Linked DNA regions of Hordeum vulgare: region 2 is linked to region 1. The links are chromatin contacts, called in public Hi-C maps. All regions are on one chromosome and are shown on one strand. The core of a region is the stretch at or near the end of the contact, and the rest is flanking DNA. Distances in the headings are between cores, read along the strand shown. Region 1 holds the start of LOC123426236 (glycosyltransferase BC10-like). Region 2 has its middle 320 kb from the start of LOC123426236.

Region 1 (4,267 bases), core at 875-3,374:
TAAATAGTTTTGAATTATTTTGTAGCGAGACACATGCACCTGGTGTTGTCTACCTTATCCAACACCTATCGATAATGTCAATAAGATACAATATTGTTATGGAAAGTCCATAACAAACTAATTCCAACATTATGTGATTTGCTGACACATCTCATGGTATCGATATTAATAAAGGTTTTCTGTTATAAGTTTTACTGTGAGACTAGGCATCTTTTGTTTTCAAAACAATAGACTCATGCATAGTTAATTTGACTTGAATGAAGCAGGTATTCTCATTCCATATTTTTATTTGCTTTCATGCACAAAGGCTACTTGATCTTGGTAAGCTTCAGGAGATTGCTGTAAAATCTGTACGAGTATGTGAACGTGAGAAATCAAGCTCTCCCATATGAACATTCCTTGTACCGTTGGATATGACCCAGCAAGCAATATGATTACCATGCGAATGAAGCGAAAGACAACATTCCTGACGTTTGTGTTCATCAATATCTCAAACGCATAAGTATGTCTTAGTTTGTAACTGATAATTATCATCGATCTCTTTATATACATTGTTGATTACATTGTAAATGGACTGAAGTTCAATTTTTATATACATGTCAAATTCTGGCATTGATCTCTTTATATACATTATTTATTATTTTGACGGGTACTACGGCGAGCTTCCACCTGCTTGAGCTATATGCATTATCTTTATATATGTAAAATCAGGAAAGGAAGAAGCCCGTGGCAACGCACGGACGTTCTACTAGTATAAAATTAAAGAGGAGTGTTGGGCGCCGGCGCGCCAGCGCGAGCTCGCGCCGGCCGTACAATAGCCGTCGGACCGGGGGGGCCCTTGAACCGTCAGATCTCGTCTTCGTCCTCAACCTCGAGCCACGAGCGCCTCGCCGACCATCCTCGTCTAGCGCGCAGCGGCGCTCCCCTCGCCCCTCCCCTTTTCCCCCTGCCCCCTGGCGGTCGAAGGGTCCTTCTCCCGTCGCCCCCTCTCGCCGGACGTCCTCCCCGTCGGTCGTCGTCCTTGCAGAGCCAACAAACGTGAGCGCCTTATCGGTCCTTCGTTGCAGCTTTTTTCATCAACGGTTGTAGCATTTTATGTCAATAGTTGCAACATTCCGTCATAGCAATGACCGCTTGCAGCTTTTATATGTCTGGTTGCAGCTTTTTTCATCAACGATTGTAGCATTTTATGTCAACGACTGCAGCATTCCGTCATGGCAATGACCGCTTGCAGCTTTTTATATGTATGGTTACAGCTTTTTTAATCAACGGTTGTAGCATTTTATGTCAACGGTTGCAGCATTCCGTCATGGCAAATGACCGCTTGCACTATCATATGCCTAGTTGAAGCTTTTTCATTTTGGGTTTTGAAGCTTTTTCAAATACCCGTTGCAGCAATTTTGGGCGACGTTTGTAACATTTGTATACGCGCGCCCGACCACGGCGGCAGGCGACAAGGACGATGGGCGAAGGCTGGATCCGACGATGCGGACGGTCGACGGTGGCGGGAACTGGCGATCCGGGCGGGCCGACGGGGGCAGGGACCGGTACAACAACGACAACAACGCAGGGGCGCGCACATGGTGAGCCTCTTCGACTATGAGCTGCACCACGCACGAACCGTCAGAATGAGAAAGAGATCGCAGAATAAAATAGGAGATCGACGACCCGCGTGCGTCGAGCCGAACGTTCGGCCGGGCGCAGACGAAGAACGTTTCTCAAAATTAAATCATTAATTTTAGGAGAGAGGAGTATATCAATACTTGCTTGAGGAAGAGCGAAACTGATGGGGCCCAAACTAGGCAACTGGTTCGGATCCGATTCCCCACTCCCACACCGCCCGATTAGGAAACCACACTAGAACTATTATCTTGGCAAATCGCATCGGACGGTCCATATTCATCCTTACCCTTAACCTCGGCTGGACAGCCACCCATCCTTCCTCGTGAAACTAAAACTCTGCCTTTCCTCCAAAAAGTACTGAAGCCCTGCCTCCACACCCACTGGCACAGAGACCCCACCAAACAACGGGCCTGCATGTCACCGACCGAAGCAAAGAAAATTCCGTGGCGAACTTGATATTCCTGCCTTCCCTAAAAGAAAAAAACTAGATATTGCGGCCACGTTGGTGTCCGCCGAGCTCAGAGTGAATGAAACAAAGAGAAGGAGAAAGCGAGAGGAGAGGCGGACGCGAGACGGGACTAGCGCCACTCCATTCCATTCCATTCCACTTCCCTCCCTCGCTTGCCTTCCTTCCTTCCTAGCACAGCATCCCCAGATAGATAGATAGAAACCCCCGATTCCGATCGCCGGGATGAGGTTCTGACCCCCGATTCGGTCCGTCGATTCTAATTTCCCCTCGATTTGGTGCGGGATTAGCGGCCGGAAATTAATCGCCATGACGGCGTCGTCGCCGATGGTGCTGTCCCTCCTGCTCTTCGCGTCGCTCACGGCGCTGCTCTTCCTGGCTCCTCGCGCGTCGTCACCGCCGCTACCGCTGCCGCTGCCCGTGCTGGTTGGGGACGAGGAGGCGCCGCCCGCCGCTGGGAGTGCTGCTGGTGGTGCGGCCAGCAGCGGAGGAGGGGCGGGAGTTGAGGAGGGGCCGGAGGACCTCGCGCTCTTCCGGCGCGTGACGCTCGACGCCGGCGAGGGCGCGGCGATGGCGTCCAAGGTGGCGTTCATGTTTCTGACCAACTCCGACCTCACCTTCGCGCCGCTTTGGGAGTGCTTCTTCGCGGGGCACGGCGACCGCTTCAACGTGTACGTGCACGCAGACCCGGCGGTGCGCCTGCGGCTTCCCCCTACGCCTTCCTTCCGGGGCCGCTTCGTCGCGGCCAAGCCGACGCGGCGTGGGGACCCGAGCCTCATCGCGGCAGCGCGGCGCTTGCTTGTCGCAGCGCTGCTCGACGACCCGGCCAACGCCTACTTCGCGCTGCTCTCGCAGCACTGCGTTCCGCTCCACTCCTTCCCGCGGCTCTACGAGGCGCTCTTCCCGCCCAGAGCCGCGCACCACCACCGCCTCCCGAGCTATATCGAGGTGCTCACCGGCGAGCCCCAGATGCCCGTGCGCTACGTGGCGCGCGGTGAGGACGCCATGCTCCCGGAGGTGCCCTTCGACCGGTTCCGCATCGGGTCCCAGTTCTTCACGCTGGCCCGTCGCCACGCCGTGCTAGTGGTCCGCGAGCGCCGTCTCTGGCGAAAGTTCAGGGAGCCGTGCCTGCCGGAGTCGCAGGACTCTTGTTACCCGGAGGAGCACTATTTCCCGACGCTACTCGACATGGCCGACCCCGCCGGCTGCACCCGGTACACGCTCACGCGCGTCAACTGGACCGACAGCTTCGAAGGCCACCCGCACACGTATTCCGCGCCAGAGGTGTCGCCGCGGCTCATAACCGAGCTGCGCCTGTCCAACACCTCCACCTATGAGCACATGTTCGCGCGCAAGTTCGCTCCCGACTGCCTTGGCCCGCTCATGGCCATCGCCGACACTGTCATCTTCAAAGATTGATCGATGCGGTGCTCTGCACCATAGCTGCACATAGGAGGTACGTTCTGACGCCTGATTTCTGAAAAGTTCCATAGGTTCTAGACACTACTTCTTGGTTATGCTCCTGAGCCATGCATGCATTTTAATCACAAATTTGCAACCCATAGATGATCGAAACATATTGCTAATGTCAGTTCACCCCCCAAATTCATTTAATATACTGGAACATCTTGTGAGACGAGATGACTGAAGAACATTGAATACATTTTTTTTTTGGAAAAATCTCCTATCTGCTTTAGTTTCTACTCCCTCCGTCCCAAAATAAGTGACTCAAAAATGACTCATTTTGGGACGGAGGGAGTATATGTAAGCATGTTGCTTCATTTAATTCGTGAATCGGCAACTCGAAGTCTTGTGCTCTCTGGATCGATGGAATTATGTCAGAACCCTACAGTCAACAGCGATATGCTGAGACCACCGAGTGCCGTATTCAACGACTGTAACGCAGTGTGCTGCTACCCATTATCTTGCCTTGTTCTTTTCAAGGATACCATTGTCTTGCCTTTTGACCAGTTTTCCCTTCAGATTAGAGTAGTTGGCTCCTTGTATAGTTCAGTTCTAGTATTGGCGAAATAGAACTACTCCTGGCTAAGAAACCTCATTGCTTTTGCAGGTCTATATCAGTTAGAGTTGCGCGTGCGACGACGAAAGCAGTGTGTTTCTCCTTCGCATCTTCACACGGTTCAGACTGGTGTTCTCTCTCTCTGTTCTCCACCGTTC
Region 2 (4,267 bases), core at 737-3,236, 320 kb after region 1:
TTCCCTTATATAGCTTAAGGTTATGTTGTGGATGGCGAAGTAGCTAGGGACTTTCTTGCTTGTGAGGATAGGAATGATTTTAACAAACTACTATGCAAACTAAAAGAAAAATCCATGATGGAGAAAATGAAACATGATCCTAAACTTTCCACTTCTCCTACATTTGTTAGTGATAAGGACTATGAATTATCTATAGACCCTGAATTGATTCTTATAGTTCAGTCTGATCCTTTCCATGGTTATGAAAATGATACTGTTGTCAAACATCTCATGAAGCTGAATGATATTCCTGCTTTGTTTACTAATGATGAAAAGATACATTACTATTATATCCTTCAGATTTTTTCCTTTCTCGTTGAAAGGTGAGGCCAAGGAATGGTTCTTTTCTCTAGCTCCTGGTTGTATGCGTAGTCCCCAGGATTTGCTTTATTACTTTTGTGAAAATTATGTTCCTTCTCATAAGAAACAAGCTGCCTTATAGGAAAGATTTAACTTTGTGGAAATTGAAGAAGAGAATATCCCTCAAGATTGGGGGACTCTTCTCTAGTTACTTAAAGCTTTGTATGATCATCCTCTTAAGAAAAATGAAGTTCTTGATATATTTTAAAAATGAAATTCTTGATATATTTTATAATGGGCTAATCGATGCTTCTAAGGACTTCCTAGATAGTTGTGTGTAACAACCCAAGACCGACGCTCCAGAAGATTCCCCTTTTACTTCGTTGTCATCGTGCGATTAGATTGTCTGTCGCATTCATCATTGCATCATGCACATCATATGCATTGCATTGGCACTCCGTTGTCGTCAGTTTTCAAAACCTGCATCCGTTATTAGTTGTCGGTTCTCTGTGTGTTCGTCGTTGACCGTTTTGAGACCGACCACACACGCACACGCCCGCGACATCGTTAAAATCTTGTTTCTAAAAGTGTGTTTAAAATATTCTCGGATTGGATTGAAACTTGGCGTGCGGTCTAAATATAATGTAGGTAGGCTTCCTGTCAATTTTCGTCACAATAGGAATCCGTTTGATACTCGAACGGTTGATCGTAGCGGTACCGTCATTGGGTGATCGTCGGGCGTTTTTTGATGTTTTAAAATCTCGTTGCCAGGCCGCAAACCTGCCTCTCTTCTCAGCCCACAACCCCTCTTCAAAGCCCACTAAACCACCGACAATCCCATCTGATCGGAGCCGTCAGATCGCAATCCAACGGTCTAAAAGCAGAGCAAATCCACTAACCCTAGCTAAAACTGCTACAAATAGCACCTCCACCTGCCTAATTTGACATAAACCCTAATACCTCCTCGAAACCCGTGCAGCCACAAGCCTTCCACCTCCAGCCGCCGTTGCCTCCCTCCGATTCCGCGCCAGTCCGCAGCAAGGCCGCCACTTGGCGCCACCAGAGTGTCCGGCCGCACCCAGCCATCCAGGACAGGCCACGGCGAGAGCCTTCTCATCCCTGCGCACTGACCCACAGGGCCCAGATCCGGCCCTCGCGCGGCCCGTCCACCGCCGGCAGATGTTCGGGGTCGCCCGCCGCGTGCCCGAGCAGGCCCATGTGCTCCTTCCTGCTGCAACCTCATTGGCGCCGGCCAGCCCCGAGCCGAATCTGGCCGAGCCAAGCGCCAAGCCGCATCGCCGTCGCCAGCCCCAAGTGCCTACCCCAAGCCAGATCTGGTCGTGTTCCACTGGCCGGAGCCCCGGCACCCTCAGCCCTGTCGTCCGACACCTACCGAGCTCGCCCCGTCGCCCCGACCAGCCGGAGCTCCGCCTGCCGAGCTCACCGTCGGCCCTGGCCCCTTTGGGAATGGAGCCCCCTTGCCCGGATCCGTCGCCTTTCCCTGCCACCTACGGCCTCCCCGCCGGCACCATCCGCCGCCACCGTCAGTTGTCCTGCATGCTCCCGATCGGGACGGGAGGAGCAGGTCGCCCGCTCCCCACCTCGTGCCCTGTGGGCCGCCGCTGGCGTCAGCGTGGTGGGCCTCACCCAGCCCACGAGCTAGCCCAGCCGCGTGGCCTCCTCCAGCCGAAGCCGGTCCGCTCCAGCGACTGTGCGTGTTATAGTTATCTTGAGCATGCCTCTGTTTAGGCCTATAGCAGATTCCGGTCCGAATAGTTTTTTTTAGGTCTTGCGAATTTTATTATTTTCATAAAATTGCATGATTTAAAAAAGCCCGCGTAACTTTTACATTGTGCATCGGATCACAAAAAGTAGTTTAAAACGTGTAGAATTTTGCATAGATTAATATTTGACAACTCCCGTGCATATTTAAAGCTGTTAGCCATCATGTTTGCATTGGTTTGTGTGTCGACATGATAGAAACGGTTTAGTTCATAGTTAATTCTCCGTAGCTCCGTTGGAGATGAGCCATATATGTAAATGGACTAGAACGATGAGTAGAATCACGTGAACCACTTTCTTTTGCCGTTTAACAAACTTAAAATATGTTTAGGACAGATTTAGACAGATTACAAAGTTAATGCGTGGTGGTCATTTCGGAAATGCTATATGATGTTTCCGGCCTCATTGAAAATGCCTACATAGGTAGTTTAATTTCACTTCACCCCTTGCTATTTTTAACAACATTTAATACTGCCTGTAAATAAAGAGAGTGAACTAAATAATCAAATTTGAAGTTTCGTCAATATGCAACTCGTTGCTTATCGATCTTCACTTAATGTGTAGTGTTTGATTGTGTGAATTGCCATGTCATGCCTTGCATAATTGAAATGGACATGCATCATATTAGGGTGTGCATCATATCGTGCATGTGTTGTGGTGAATATCATGTGTTGATTCTTGTTTTCGGTTTTCTTCGTCTCGATAGAGTTCTGATCCGCTTCGGAATGTGAGGATCCGTTCGACTATGTCGGTTCACATGCTTTACGGACTCGTCCTTCTTCCATGCGGGATCACAGGAAAAATGATCATTTCCCTGGATACCATTACTACCATTGACATGCTAGTTGTTTCGTATCTATCGCTATGTCTCGCTGCCTACCACCTGTTAAATATGAGCCTCCCAACATTGCCATGAAAACCTCTAATCTTTCTACTACCCAACAAACCTATTTGGCTATATTACTGCTTGCTTAGCCTTTTGATATTGTTGCTAGTTGCAGGTGCAGTTGCTTCCATGTAAAAGCATGGGTTCCTTGTTATATCACCATATTATACTTGGTAAAAGGTGGAAGGCTTGGCCTTCTAGACTGGTGTTTTGTTCCACCTTTGCCGTCTTAGTTTTTGCTACCGGTGTTATGTTCCATAAATGAGCACTCCTAACATGATTGGGGTTGTTATGGGGACCCCCTTGACTTTCGTTTTGAGATAAAGCTCGTCTGGCAAGGCCCAACATTGGTACTATATTTTCCCAACATAATAATTCTGTTAATACTAAAAAACATAGAGCGTCATGAACCCGAGGATTAATTCAACATATTACAAGGGGGCTAGTGCTGCTGGTGTTGGTCCCAACAGAGCCAGTTGCGAGGCCACCCGGGGCAACTCGGGGGATGTCTATCCGGCCACCATACATAGTGCTAATACGTCGTGTCCTGAGAACGAGGTACGCGACTCCTATGAGGATCGTCGACACGCCGGGTGGCCTTGCTGGACTTTTTTTACCTTTCTCAAGCGTCTTGTGCGAGGGATTCCCAGGATACCTTGGGCTATCTGAAGGTTGAAATTTTCCAATAGGAACCCAAGGAGATCACAGGTTTTCCCTGATCGAGGTCACCTACTAGGGAAAACCCTAGTAGTAGCGCTTGAAATATGCATAGCAGTAGCGCTGGGCCAAGCGCTACTGCTATCGCGCTACAGCTAAACCCTAGTAGTAGTGCTGGTATGGGCAGCGCCACTGGTAAGTAGTGTTAGTAGTAGTGCTTCCCTGTCCAGCGCTACCGATAACTATCTATAGCTCTTGTTCATATGGCGCGCTGCTGCTAAGTCGCGCTACTGGTAAGTATTTTCAAGCGCTACTGCAAATATTTCTGCTTTCATAGATTTGCACCCTCTATGTATTTGTGATGTATTTATACAGGCTCTATACAATAGTTTCATCACATCATATTAAACATACACTAGTCTCACATATCATAGACATACACTAGTCTCGTCATACCATCATCATCATCATTCAACACAAATATCATCACATCATCTCGAAAATAGCGATACATAAGTGCGATCATGTCATGTCTCGAATAAGTGTAACTGCATGGTCATGGCAGACCCACAAATTTCATCATTTCTATCTACAACATGATGT

What was found. A called contact is a pair of places that touch in the nucleus more often than the background predicts.
Region 2: a contact with region 1 is called in a Hi-C map of seedling, with 2.9 times the contacts expected there. The contact joins the enhancer-like site here to the promoter of LOC123426236 in region 1. A contact is called at or near these places in 1 of 6 Hi-C or Micro-C datasets (seedling) and 1 of 1 datasets of contacts at active chromatin or transcription factors (embryo).

The regions. Positions count from the first base shown.
Region 1 is chr2H:346,731,307-346,735,573 of MorexV3_pseudomolecules_assembly, forward strand. LOC123426236 (glycosyltransferase BC10-like) reads left to right here and starts at 2,125. Exons shown (of 1, transcript XM_045110038.1): 1 at 2,125-3,545. The coding sequence starts at 2,399. The coding sequence ends at 3,508. LOC123426235 reads left to right here. Exons shown (of 5, transcript XR_006622114.1): 5 at 1-624.
Region 2 is chr2H:347,055,630-347,059,896 of MorexV3_pseudomolecules_assembly, forward strand. No RefSeq gene overlaps it. Among protein-coding and RNA genes, the nearest start is that of LOC123426236, 320 kb to the left of the region's middle. Within about 2 kb of position 1,987, at least 3 of the 3 cell types and tissues checked have open chromatin away from gene starts, as enhancers often do. A contact at or near this core is called in seedling, where this site is marked.